2 separate regions of the Hordeum vulgare genome follow, and region 1 is linked to region 2. The links are chromatin contacts, called in public Hi-C maps. All regions are on one chromosome and are shown on one strand. Each heading gives the region's core, a stretch centred on a gene start, on an enhancer-like site or on the middle of the called end of the contact. The rest is flanking DNA. Distances are from core to core; before and after follow the strand shown. Region 1 overlaps LOC123443751 (DENN domain and WD repeat-containing protein SCD1). Region 2 overlaps LOC123443749 (protein ROOT HAIR DEFECTIVE 3).

Evidence for each region. Hi-C and Micro-C count contacts between places; a contact is called where the count stands out from the background.
Region 1: a Hi-C map of leaf shows a contact between it and region 2, with 6 times the contacts expected there. The contact joins two enhancer-like sites. A contact is called at or near these places in 6 of 6 Hi-C or Micro-C datasets (leaf, seedling and an unstated tissue).

Annotation. Positions count from the first base shown.
Region 1 is chr3H:326,767,442-326,774,549 of MorexV3_pseudomolecules_assembly, reverse strand. It overlaps LOC123443751 (DENN domain and WD repeat-containing protein SCD1), which reads left to right. Exons shown (of 31, transcript XM_045120274.1): 28 at 75-235; 29 at 360-398; 30 at 1,124-1,332; 31 at 1,769-2,132. The coding sequence ends at 1,864. Among protein-coding and RNA genes, the nearest start is that of LOC123443751, 30 kb to the left of the region's middle. Within about 2 kb of position 2,554, at least 2 of the 3 cell types and tissues checked have open chromatin away from gene starts, as enhancers often do. A contact at or near this core is called in leaf, where this site is marked.
Region 2 is chr3H:326,404,717-326,412,077 of MorexV3_pseudomolecules_assembly, reverse strand. LOC123443749 (protein ROOT HAIR DEFECTIVE 3) reads right to left here. Exons shown (of 23, transcript XM_045120271.1): 19 at 7,246-7,361; 20 at 7,022-7,126; 21 at 6,750-6,844; 22 at 6,560-6,656; 23 at 5,937-6,463. The coding sequence ends at 6,242. Among protein-coding and RNA genes, the nearest start is that of LOC123443749, 11 kb to the right of the region's middle. Within about 2 kb of position 4,982, at least 2 of the 3 cell types and tissues checked have open chromatin away from gene starts, as enhancers often do. A contact at or near this core is called in leaf, where this site is marked.

The DNA of each region.
Region 1 (7,108 bases), core at 1,305-3,804, 360 kb before region 2:
TTGAGCATTCACATTCTCCTGAGCTGGCGATTTTGACCAGTAATTTACCTGACACAAATTCTGGTTGATTCTAGATCAATGAGGATGACTGGGGAAACGATAATAACTGGGAGTGATGATTGGACAGCTAGGGTGTGGTCTCTTACACGGGGAACATGTGATGCTGTATTAGCATGCCATGCTGGTCCCATACTTTGTGTTGAACACTCACCTTCGGATAAAGGAATTATCACTGGTATGTGACCCATTGCTTGTTTTTAAAGTTCGGTGGGTGGTCTGTGAAGTCATATCAAGTGTGTATTCGTGATTAAAGAATTCTCTCCATGTCACATGTATCTGATCCTTGATTAATATGCCAGGTTCCTCTGACGGGCTTATACGTTTTTGGGAAAACGAAGGTGATGCCTTATTGATTGTGAAAATTGCTTCATCTGTTTTTCTGTATTCACCTTTTTGTACCTTATTTAGGGAAGTTAATGTGCTTGCATTATTTGTTCAAAAGGGAAACATAGCATTTATCGCTAGAGGATACTGAGCTGTGTTACTGCACGAGTTTGCTTAATAACTGATCCACATTGTTCCAGTAATTATCCATGTGATGATGGATGCAAAGTTACATAAAATTGGAAATAATTCCATGTTATTAGCGGTGGCAGTCCTATGCACTGTATGATTAACCGAACAAGTTATTTAGCATGAATAATTTGCCGTTTAGCATCAATGCAACGTGTCATTGACTTAGATAACATGTTAGTAGTTTTTGCAATTAGCAGTTAGCACCAATCAGAGTATTGTGGACTTTTGAGTATCTATGTCTGCATATGTACTGGAACCCACATACTTATTGGCTATGTGGATACCAGAACAACATGAAAATTTACCAAACAAGGAAGAAAAGAAAAGATAGATTACTATGTCAAGTTATATGTTCAATCTTTATAATTTATGAGACACTCCTCTTACCATTAACTGATCTGTTGGATGGTAGCCTCATTTCATTATTTTATGGTTTCAGATTTATATTATTATTTTATGAACAAACACTTGTATATGAAAAAATAAATATAATGTTGATGTGGCAAAAACTGGTGAATGGAACTCAGGATATTCATTTTTATTGTAGGAGGCATAAAATGTGTTAAGAATCTGACGCTTCACTCGGCATCGGTTCTGTCCATTAGTGCCGGTGATCACTGGCTTGGAATTGGTGCCGCTGACAATTCTATGTCTCTTTTCCATCGACCACAAGAACGATTCGGAAGTTTCTCAAATACAGGATCAAAAGTTGCAGGATGGCAGCTTTATAGAACTCCCCAGAAAACATCTGCAGTGGTAATACATCTCATTGATTTGTTTAATTCCTTCCTTCATATATTATGGTACAGAGGTAGTAGATGCCCCCCCCCCCCCCCTTCGTTAGCTTATTTGTACATAACAAGCAAAGGTGCCTATTTTTTTTGCAAGGGTGCTTGTACCACATTTGTATTTTGTTCATATGCATCATTTGAGAAACAATTGGTATTCATGCTTGGCGTCTGCTCCGTGATGTTCCTGGCACAACTATGTGTTCGATCAATGTAACGGACCAATTGTTCCCAAGATGACTGTAGATAGTTATACTATATGCATATGATGTTCCTAGGCATGTCATCAAATCACTTTTTCGTAACCATCATTATAAGTTTGTAAAATTTCCAAGGTGCTATATTAACATTCATGGTTGAACAAATGCTCGGCTATTCTAAATCCTCGTTTTTTCTTGTGACAGGTGAGATGTATAGCATCGGACCTGGATAGGAAAAGAATATGCAGTGGTGGCCGGAACGGACTTCTTCGGTTGTGGGATGCTACCACAAGTATTTAACACATTACTAGGATATATATGTTTATGTAAAGAAATACCAATTGCCCTGTGATGTTGTATGTCATTTTTTGTTTTTAGTCGTCGTGTAGAAATAAGACGGAAGCCCTATTTGGTCCATCGATTCTGTAATCTCAAAAGCTGTTTTGATGCCTCGTGAAATTTTGTCTATAAGTTTAGGGTCTAGGTGACCCCTAGCCTGCCAGGTAATCCTTCCTTCCACAAATATAAAATGTTTTGCATATTTCAATATGGACTATTTGAATTGAAATGAGTGAACAACATAAATTATCTATATAAGCATGTTGTCATGGTATTTACATGTAATATATCGTCAGTTAAAAAGTAACAATGATGCTTGTACGCAAGTTATCATGTCTGCATTGCATAAAACACCTCACATGAAAACAGTTTTATTAACCAATGCGCGGGGGGGGGGGGGGGGGGGTATAAAAAGATGATAGCTACCTACCCTTTGGTCAAAAGTCATGGAGAGTTGTGCCATCGTTATCATGTCTGCATTGCATAAATTACCTCACATGAAAAGGGTCTTATTGACCAACGAGGGTTATGAAAAGACAATACAACATGTCATTAAATGTTGTGCCAATGCCATCAAGGTCGGTGTCATGATGGGACATGACCTACCTACCCTTTGGTCGAAAGACATGGAGAGTCGTGCCATCCCTCGGGGTCATTAATAGTATCCGAGAAGGCTTCCACCATTCCTACGTTGTTGTAGGAGCGTCCTATGGTAGCCAATCACATGTGACTAAGTACGTTTTGGCTAATCATGACTCAGCAACCCAGACGGTCTTCGAAGCATAGTATGGACTATCGGGGTGTCGGTCTTTGAAGCATAGTATGGACTACCGGGGTGCCGGAGGATCCTCTTCTTGAAAGCAAAGAAGGCTTGGTAGTATAAATAGCAATAGCCGAGCATAGGGACAAACAACTTGTAACTCGACACTATGACATATAATATCATCAGGCAAGAGTAGGGTATTACACCGCAATGGTGGCATGAACCTGGGTACTTCCTATGTGCTCTTCTTAGTTCATCTTCTCCGGCAATGATGATGCTCGAGGAAACCCATTGTCTTTAGTCCTTGGCCGATCTCTCAAATAGGGTTGTTTGCACAACGACCCGATGTCTCGTTTAGACACCGACATATACAATACTCCCACTATTATGAATGGTAAACTTGCTTATGTAGATAGTGATGAAATTTCTATGCTTGTAGATCATTAAAAAACTACTTTGTATGATAGCTATATGGTTGAATTTGTTCATGAAGCTACTGAAAATTATTATGAGGGATGAACATATAGATATTTCAATAATATTAAGTTTTCTATATGTGATGAAATTCTTGAAGTTGCACTTGTTTTGCCTTCCTATGCTAGTTACTTTGTTCTTCAATAAATTATGTTTTTGCAAGTTTCCTATGCATAGAAAGTGAGTTAGGCTTAAATGTGTTTGTTATATGATTCATGATGCTCTCTCCATGTTTCGATTCTTAACTATTAGGAGAGCATCATTGAAATTATCAATGCCTAGCCAGAAGGCTTTAAAGAAAAGAGTTTATCATGAGGCTACCCAATACTTATACTTTCTATTTTCAATTGTTTACATGATTAAGATATTATAGTAATCATGTTTTATATCTTTTATTTCAATAAAGTGCAAAGTAAAGCCTTTGGGTTAGTGCGGATACTTGTTGATTTGATTATGTGCAAAAACATAAACTCTATGCCCAGTATTTGAAGTTTCTCTCTCTGCCGGAGCATGATTATTTTGTTTTTTTACACAGTATTGTGATACAAATTTCCTACTTTGTCCTAGTTTTTCAGAATTTTGAGAGTCAGGTAAGTATGGTTTTAATTCATATATTTACAGAATGTTCTGTTTTTGATAGATTCTGTTTTGCGTGCATAGTTTGCTTGTTTTAGTGTTTCCATAGGTTATATTGAGCGATATAAATTATGGGAATGATAGAATACAGTAGAAATTTTGTTATAACAATTATCATTCTTGTCTTGATAGTACCTAAGTTTTGTGTGATTGAAATTTTCAAATTTGGGTGAGATACCGATATGAGGAGAATAAGGAGTGGCAATACCCTAAGCTTGGGGATGCCCAAGGCAACCCAATTTAATATTCAAGAAAGACTCAAGCGTCTAAGCTTTGGGATGCCATGAAAGGCATCCCCTTTTTCGTCTTCAACACTATCAGTATACCTCACTTGAAGCTATATTTTTATTCATCACATAGTTTTGCTTGGAGCATCATTTGATTTTGTTGAGATTTTCTTTTTTGTTATTTGTAAACATGTTTTCAATAAAATTGCAAAGGCTTGCCTTTAAGATGTTTGAATTGCATGTTTGATGTGTGTTGTGCAGAAATAGAAACTTTTGCTGTAGTGTTTGAAGTTTATGAAATTTTTATATAGTACTTTAATACAATTTTTTTATTACTCCCTAATTTTCCAGAATTTATTGAGTTACAGAAGTACACTTTTGGAATCGATTACTATAGATTGTTCTGTGTAGACAGATTGTTGTCATAGTTTTGTTATGTGCTTATCCTAGAGTTTTCATGGCCTATATTGATAGATATAAATTGTGGAGATGATAGTATACAATAGCTAATGTTTCAAAAAAAAGATGCAACTTGTCTTGATAATACATGATTTGGTGATCTATTCCTATGTGTACTAACCCATCTCACGATTTCTTGTTAAGTATTGTGTGGATGAAGTTTTTGAGATTTAGGGGAAACATTGATATGCGAGCAATTGAAGAGACATAAGAGCTCAAGCTTGGGGATGCACAAGGCTCCCCAAGTTAATATTACAAGAAGTCTAAAGCATCTAAGCTTGGGAATGCCCCGATAGGCATCCCACCTCTCTTCGTCAACAACTATCGGTCAGTCTCGGTCCAGCCTAAGTTTTTATTTGTTCACATGAGATGTGCTATTCTTGGAGTGTACGTTTTGTTTTGTTTGCTATTTGATATAATATTTAGGTCTGAAAATCTTTATTTGGAGAGAGTCTTCACATAGCTACCAATTTACTTAACTACCTTTTGTTCTTCACTCATATCTCTTGGAGTAGTTTGATGTTTACTTTTGTGCTTCACTTATATCCTAAGAGTAAATTTTTGATGAATTGAATATCAGAAATTTAAAATTATATATACTTCATATTCTTATCACATATGGAGTATAACTTCACATGATAGTGTAGGAAATAAAATATATTGGAATTTAAAAATAACATTGGTCATTTAGACAATTCATGAAAGAATAATAAAGGAAGATATATAAATATACTATATTGGACATCTTCTATGATTGTGAGCCCCTATTAATTATTTCCGAACTAGATCAAGTAGTTGATGTTGGATAAGGAAGACAACGTAATGGTTTATGGTTGCTTATATTCACATAGAAGTTATATTGTGATGGATCCTCTAACATATGGTGCTTGCTCATAACCTTTTGCTAGCCAAAACTTTGTACTAAGTAGAGATACTACTTGTGCATCCAAAAAAACTTAAATCCAGTTTCTTACCATGAGAGTCCATCATACCTACCTATGGATTGAATAAGATCCTTCAATTAAGTTATCATCGATGCAAAGCAATAAAAAATGCTCCTAAATATGTATGATATTTTATTATTTTATTGTAAGGCAAAATAAACTTTTACGAACTTGTGATGGTAACACAATAAAAGTGACAGACTGCATAATAAAGGTTGCTATCATAAGGGACAATGTAAAGTTATGTTTCTTTACATCAAGAGCTTGCACATCCAAAAATCAGAAGCGTATGAAAACCCCCTCTTCCCACTGTGAAGGGCCATCTTGTAATGTTTAGCCTTTACTTTATGCAAGAGTCAATAGTATTCATTCTATTTCCGACCTCAATTGTTCTCCACTTGGAAAGCATCATGTAGCGGGAAAAGATCCATGCATATATACCAAGTTGGATATGGGTGATCATGGGCTATTATTGTTGACATTATCCATGAGATAAATAAGTTGGGAGGTGAAATACTTCCTCTGTGGCTGGCTGAAACGGGTTGTTCTAAAAGTATGCTTTGAGTGTGAGCAATCATGAAAGATCGTATGATGGTTGAGTATGTGGAATTTGCTAAAACAAAAGCTGTTGCATAGTCTCTTCCTATAAACATGGTGAATTGCAATTGCTTTGATGACTAAGAACATTGTTTGTTAGGTTTCAAGAGAGTTTATGGTCTGTACTTTAACACATGAATAGCTTGTTACGTGATCATTAGAAGTTTCATGAGAAATGAGCTCGTGTTTATGATATATAATGATGCTAGAAAAATCTATTATAATTGTCGTTGATCGAACTTATGCACTACTCTAGAATTCAGACTTCATAAATTATTTATTTTAACATTTACCTACTCGAGGACCAACATAAATTAAGCTTGGGGATACTGGAATGTCTCCAACGTATCTATAATTTATGCAGTATGCATGCCATGTGTACAACAATTTTATATGGTTTTGGTACACTTTTATATGGTTTTTATGGACTAACATATTAGTCAAGTGCCGAGTGCGAGTTATTGTTTTTTGCATGTTTTTTATTTTCTAGAAAATCCATACCAAACGAAGTCCAAACGTGACAATTTTTTTAATGATTTTTTTCTAGAACATAAGAGACATTGGAAGCTTCATAGGAGTACCAGAAAACCCACAGGAGTCCCACAAGGCAGGGTGCATGCCGTGGGGGGGGGTGCGTACGGAGCACCCTCCCTCCTTGTAGGGGCCCTTGTGATTCTGACGCTGAAATTTTTTATATATCAGGAAACCTCCGAAAGTTAACCTAGAAATTTTACTCATCAGCCCAAGCCTCCGTTCTGAAGCGATATCATCCTGAGCCCTCTTCCAGCACCGTGTGAGAGGGGGAAACCATCACCGGAGGTCATCTTCATCATCCCGAAGGTCTCCATGACAATGATGGAGTAGTTCGCCCTAGGGGTTGAGGGTATGTTCTAGTAGCTATGTGTTTGATCTCTCTCACTCTCGTGATCTTGATAGGACACGATCTTGATGTACCATGAGCTTTGCTGATATAGTTGAATCATATGGTGTTCTTCCCTCTTTATCTTTGTTACGATGAATTGAGTTCTACTCTTTCAAGTTGTTTGTGTTGGATTGAATTATGAATCTGAAATTGTTTGGTGCATATTGAGTAATTAACTCATGT
Region 2 (7,361 bases), core at 3,733-6,232:
CACAATCCTATAAATGTGTATACATGAGTAATACCACTTAGTATTGGTATTACAAGTTTATCTAGTCTCTATGTGGTATGCCCTACTCATAATAAATTTAAATTCTAAATGGTCCATTAATTATCTCTTGTTGGTTTTCATTTGCCACTTGTTAATAAATGTTGGGTTATCACATTATGTGGGAGTAATATGCTATGTGCATATTACAAGCCTAGAAAATGTGTATATTTGAGGTATTGCCACTTAGTGTTGATATTGTAAATTATCTTGTTCCTAGGTGGCATGTTAGCTCTACAAGTGTCATTTGCTTTTGTTTTTGGTGTAAATATGATGTTGGACATTTTTGCAATCTACCAATTGGAATTATTTCCAAATACTTCTTGTCCTTGACAATTGGTATTTCCTTCATGTGGTAGAATTTGCTAATCAGCTTTACATTGGACCTTTTAAACATGTATAGTGCTTCTATAGATATAGATAAAGTGATGATCCCGTCTTGTGCATTCTTATTCAAGTGCAAATTCTATATAATGCACATCTTTTGGGGGAGCTATCCTATTTTCTTTAGAACACTCCTTCTATGTGTTCATCAGAAAATGTTTTGATCCCCATCAATTGTGTGTTGGTGGTAGGCAAGTCCTTTTCTTTATGGTGCTTTGTGCCATCGTGAAAATTTATCAAAGTTTGGTTTGTTTGGAACCTAGCTATCTTTTGGAAACTCGATACATCGTGTTTGTTTTCCTTCAATTGGTATCATGTTTCTCTTTATTTGTCATGTGACAATGGATATCTCATTCCTTGATGTATTTTTTTAATTGGTATCCTTCAAGTGATAATTTTTGTTTGTTCTCTTATTATCACTTGATACCTTGTCTTTTGGTGTCTTATCAACTATGTGTTGATTTCATTCTTGAAAGACTTGAGCATGCATATTTACTATATATAGGTTATTTGGCATGCTTTCTTTCTTTGACCCAATATATAGGAGAAACTCCACCATGTCATAAATTGGCTAAAGTGTGTATGAAATTTAATTTCATATCCATATGCACATATTTATGTGGAGTTTGTCCTATGTATTGTTGGTTTTCTAACTCTTTGTTCCCAATGAGTTTGGGGCCCATTTTGTTTGTGTTGTGGTTCTAGGAACAATTGGAGATGCATTGGATGCTTGGCTCACCTACAAGGAAGGTGTTGACACCATGTGCTTATTGAAGCCAAGCTAGGATGATCGATGAACCATTATCTACTACATCAATCCATATGTTGTCTCGGTAACAAGTATCTACTTCATGCTTACATTTCTTGCATTCAACCTTTCGTAGGTTGCATCGTGGCATGAATTTCTTGATTCATTCTTGTGGTACTTGTTTCCTCTCTCAAAGCATCGCAACGATGATGTATTTTTCTAGTTGCGATGTCTTTGATGTTCGTGAATTGGAAGTTCATTTATGTATAATAAGAAAATATTAGGCCATGTGCTTTGCTTCCAAGTAAAGATCTTATTGGTATATTTATGACTTCCTTATGGATATCTTGTTTGTTCCTTCTTATAACTATTTCGTGTGTACATCCTTCTTTGTGGATATATATCATAATTATTGTATTCTACCTAGAATCCTTTACACATGAGAGAAATTACATCTCTAATTGATATCCTCTTTTCTTTCACGTCCACTATTGCATTTCATTTTTCAGTTTTTGGTAGTTTCGTGAATGGATTTGTCTTGATTGCGGATTGTATATCACTGCACTCATTGGTGGTGAAATTATTTTTCTCCGCATGCTTGTCTTGACGAGGGTTTTGCCACTTTGATTGGTCTCCCTCCTCTTGACAAGGTTATCATTTCCTATCTTCACCATGGGTTGTCACAACCGTTGGTTCTTAATTTGTTTATTAGTAAGCTTGTGAACACATTTGCTAGTAGTGTGTGTGGTAAGGATATGTCTTGCACTCTGTGTCTCATTTCATCAAGACTATGTTGATGAGTAATGATCATCCTTATCTTAGTCCTCTCAAGTGCTTTGCCATGACTCACACACATCATTTTGGTTGAGCCTATTCTTAAGTTGCCTCTTTTACATGCTTCTCAACCATATGTTTTGTGCAAGTGATATGCTTATTGTCTTATGTAATTGCTTGCACTTGCTGTGTGTTTTTATTAATTTTGGGGGAGCAACAATCCTATTTTGTGCACTTGCAAATACAATAAATTCTTATTAGTGCACAAATCATGGGGAGCTTCTTTAGTTTTGATAGAACACTCTTTTGCCCATATCATAATATCATTTATTCACGTGGATCGAAGGACCGTGTGATTGTTTGTTCCAATTGGTATCTTTTGATTTCTTGCTTGCTTCTCTCTTTTGTATGTCCTTGTGCCATACGATCCTTCTTGCAATCTTTAGGTCCTCAATATAGTTCGTTTTTCTCCAACTAATTAGCATTGTGCATTTGTATTTCTTTGCACTCTTTTGTCAAGAAGTACACATTTTATAGAGGACCACCTATTATATTGGATTTCTAAATTTTTTGTCCATTTTGGCAATCGAGCCAATGGGGGAGAAGCTTAGAGAGTTTAGTTTGTAGATGTTTAGAGAGTTTTGCTTTTATTGCTTAAGCATTTGCATCTTGAACCCATGCATTATTTCTTTGCATGTGTGTGCTTGGTTATGCTTATTTCTTTATATAAACTCTCTTGTAGTGATTGTCGTCAATTACCAAAATGGGGGAGATTGTTACAGCATATTTCTCCGTATGTGGTTTTGGTAATTGATGACAATCCCTATGGACTAATGGTTGCCTTAAGTTATATTCGAAGGATTTGTCCATAGGCACTTCTTGAAGTCCATTTGTTGCTTTCAAGGAATTTATATGATGACCAAGGTGGTATTCAAGGTATTATCCAAAGAATGGTCATAAATACACAAGGTTGATCAATACTAATTTAAAGAGTAAATCAAGTTGATCAACGCACAAAGCTTACAAGATGTACCGAGAGGGATCAAGTGATCCCATGGTATGGTAAGCATTGTCCATTACGCTTTTGTGTACTAATCCATGGTCTTCGTGAGAGTTATGTGTGGGGTTAGGTGTGTTTCCATGGGCTTGAGTCAAGAGGAAGATCTCATACAACCCATGAAGGATGACGTCAAGTGATCGTCATTAAGATTGCGGTGTGCAAGTTCAAGTGGAGCATCACGAAGATATCTTGCTTGCAGCTTGTCGTCCTTTGTGGTGGCAAAGGACTTGTTAAGATGTACTGGAGAGTGGCTCACCCATAGTGGAGTACGGGGGAGCAATTTACAAGTCTTCATCGAGCCAGTGCAATCAAGAAAGGTGGTCCATCTTAAGGAAGTTAAGATCGTCATCATCTAGCTCAAGTGGACTTGGAAAAGATTCATGAAGGGATGTCCACACTCAACAATGTATTGTGTGGGAAAAAATCCCCAAATGACAAAGATGGACTTGGATTCAACTCCAACAAGATGAAGAAGTCCAAAAGCTTAAAGAAGAAGGGCCAAGAACAAGTCAAGAACTCGGCCAAGATTGTTTGCTTCAAGTGCAAAATTGAAGGGGCCCATGTTAGATCTTCCATTTAAAGAACAAGCCCCAAAGTCACAAGCAACAAGGGAAGCGGACACAAATTCAATCACATACTCAACTACAAGCTGAAGAAAGGCATCTTCCCAAGAAGACCCAAGCCAACACTCCTCAAGTTGAGAAATCAATTGGGAAAAAAGGTAAATGGTAGATGTTGCTACTTATGTCGTGAGAAGGGTCACTTCACTTCTTCTTGCACGAGAGGTAATTTATCCAACCCAATCATTATTGATGATATCTATTCTATTGAGAAGGATAAGGTTGGCATTGTGTTTGCCAAGTTTACTGGTACTCAAAGTGGTGTCAAAAAAAGTACCATTTGGGTTGCCAAGCCTATTGTGACTAACCTCTTAGGACCCAACTTGTTTGGGGACCAACAAGCTCAAACTTGATCAATAGGTGATGGTGGAGGACATTGGAGACTTGGCTACATAATGAAGAATTAAGGGGTCTACATCATTCATCTTGTCTCAACCCAAGCCATTTGGATTATCGAATTTCCATCTTATATCTAATATGCCTCCTTATGGTAATTGTACTTAAATTGTTTACATTGTTAGTTACTTGTCCCTTTGCATGTTGTTGTTTTGTACCTTGCATGTGTTTGTATATGTTGTATATCTTGCATGTTGTGGTTTTGTACCTTGCAGGTCTGGTGCTCGACACCTGTCTTCCTTACAAAAAATTCATGTCTAAGTGTCACCGTGAATTGCTATCTTACCAAAATTGGTACGTGAATGGTGTGTTGGCTATATCGGCTTTTGTAGTAAACGTGGGTCGCAGGTTCGAGACCCTGTGTACCTATTTGCAGTGCATTGGTTAGATTTTTTGCAAATAAAAAAAAAGCGGGATCGTTTGGTGTAAAAATGTGTTGCAGTGGACACTTTTTCGCAGATAAAAATGGAAGGGTGTTTTGTGCAAATATGAGTCGACGGAGCGCATGGCTCGCTAACTAGTGGCGCCATACATCCGAATACGTTTTCTTCTGACCGTGTTTGTATATGATGTCAAGTTAGATGATTATAAATCTGTATTTTTAAATTTCTAACACTAAACTAAACATCAAGCGATGATAGATATTACCTCAAGATAGAAACCAGGACACCTTGGGAAACAACAACAGCAAGGGAAGCTTTCTCCATGTGGTAGATGCACAAGTAGAGCTAGTAGCTGGAAACAGAATACCGAAGTCAACCTCGCTCCAGCAGAGCTCCGGCTCCGGCTCCGGCAACGACCTCGCTCCAGCCACGCCCATCTTGCCTTCCCTCCCACACCCGACAACAGCCCGCAGTCACATCCCCGCCCAACTCCTTCCCAACGTCGCATGCATCCTCGAGCGCCGCAGCAGCCCCCCGCGCGACAAGGACTCCGTGGCTGCTCCACCAGCGATGCAGCACCGACCAGATGAAGGAAGAAGCCGCACCATCGGAGCAGCAGGGGAAGGGGCGAGGCTATGCTTCGAAACCCACGTTGTTGTCGAGCCGTCACCGACGTGATTTTAAGGATTTGTTGTGTACTTGTGTGTGATCAGGACGATGAGGTGAGGAGAGGATGGCGTGATGAGGACGAGGGAGCTGAGTGTGTGAGCGCTAGAGAGAACCTGAAGCACCTCTCACTAGCACCCGTGCATTGCAAGACAACTTTATTTGCAACGCAACGCAACGCTGCTCCTTTTTCCTTAGCACCTGGCCATAAGCTGATAAGCACCCACCATTATATACAAGACCTAAAAATCCAAGAACACCAAATTTGAGATGTTTCATGTGTACAACAGTTGCGCAGTTTATAAGCTCTGGACGAAACGTGTGCTCTAAGTAGGAACGTATACATACGTCCCGAATAAGCCTGTACAAACATAATATTAATTCAAACTAAGCTAAATCTAATCAAAAGAATTAATTTCCATTCATTCCTTTATATAAAGTGTATTTAATTTTTGATAAAATTTCAATGCAAAGTGTATTTCTTTCAGTTCTTCATAATTTTGTTGTTAGCCTTCATAAAAAGAAAAATATCTCTCTCTTGATTTCATGCATCCTTCTTTTAAAAAGGAAAAAAATAGATATCTTTCTCTTGCTTGTATTATTAATAGTAACTAACCTACACCGCTCTACATACCTAGCTCTAAGAACAGGAACTTCGTACTGAACATATCATCATGTGAAGCTCATATAATAATCATGCAAAATGCAAATGTAGCTACTGACAGATATTAACATAAATATCACAAAAGGCAAACATCCAGAGTTCAAAACATATACAGTTGGATACGCACAAATTACAATCTATGGAACCAACCATATACCATACTGTGTAGAAATGGGCCGCTTTGTTTTTCCTGTCCTCATGGGTTGGGTGGATATAACAAAAATAATCACAAATCATCTATACAACCATCATATATGACATTACCAAAAAAAAAAGATGAAATGGAAGTTATTCTACAACGTTTCTTACAAACGATTCCCAGCCCCAAAATTCCATATATGACAGCTGTGGACTCTTCCACATAATTTTCATACATCAGCTCGGGAAGGGCAAGCGTAGAAAAACCGCAAGGCACTTCAATCTCCTAGGCTCAAACCGTTGCAGCTACAACTGGGTAGAGTTTTCAGCTAAAAGCTAGGGATCCCCTCCTCATTGTGCTACCGGGCTTGAATATTCAGGTCCATTCTCTGAAGAGGTTATGCTGGAGGAACCTGCTGATGTCACGTTGCTGTTTGAACTATTCCTTGGTTGGAGTTCCGTCTCTCTCTGCCTCTCTGGGGCTGCCGGCGCTGCCCCCTCATCAGCTAGTCTCTTCAGAATGTTCATAATTGTCGGAACAAATTTTGTCGACAGCGAAAGGAGAGCTGGAAGCTGTGTAACATTCAAGCAATAAATAATAATAATAGGTCAGATGTTATTTCCTCGCAGGAAAGAGTAGCATGACAGAATTCCCGGGTTAATACTCACAAATCCATTTCGGAATTCGTTGGCAATGTCTAGTTGTACCCACATGGCTTTCCCGACTAGGAAAACTACAAAAATGACGGCCAGGTAAAACGGGTTCCTGTTTTAACAAATGAATTTCCCAGTTATATCAAATGTGTAGATGCCTTAACCAAAACTCATGCATGTTTCTGCAGACAGAAGAAAATAATACCTCAGTAATGTCATAAACTCGTTGAAACCAAGGAGAGCCATCGCAGCGAGCGCCCATGGAGGAGGCAGCCAGTTGTTGTTCCTCTTGTTTGCTTCCTTTGGTGGGGAACAGTAAATGGTTAGTAACAGTGTACACAAGACTTAAAACTATGTAGACCAACCTCAACTAAAAAAAAACTCCAGAAGTAATAAACAGAAGAGCTTTGACATGGAAACAACCCAATAATTTCCACAGCCCAAAATGAATAGCTCAAATGTTGTTTGTGAGGATACCTGAGCAGCTATGGCTTGAGTGACGGTATACTCGGTTTCAGCTTTAAATTGCCTCCAAAGAGACTTGCACTGGACAGGGGAGATTAAAGTTCTCTCCTCTGGAACCTGGTCATAATAATGACAACTATTTAGCAAGTAGCAAAACTTGGTCTACATAAAAAAGAACAATGTATTGCTTCAGCACACAAACATAAATAAATAAATATGGCGCATTGCCCACAAACCCTTTCCCATGAACTGGAGGCAAGTGGATCAAGCGATTGAATACTTCTATCTGTAGTCCCTGGCCTAGCAGCATCTACTAGAGCAAGGGAAAGAGTGGTATCAATGTTGTCACCAT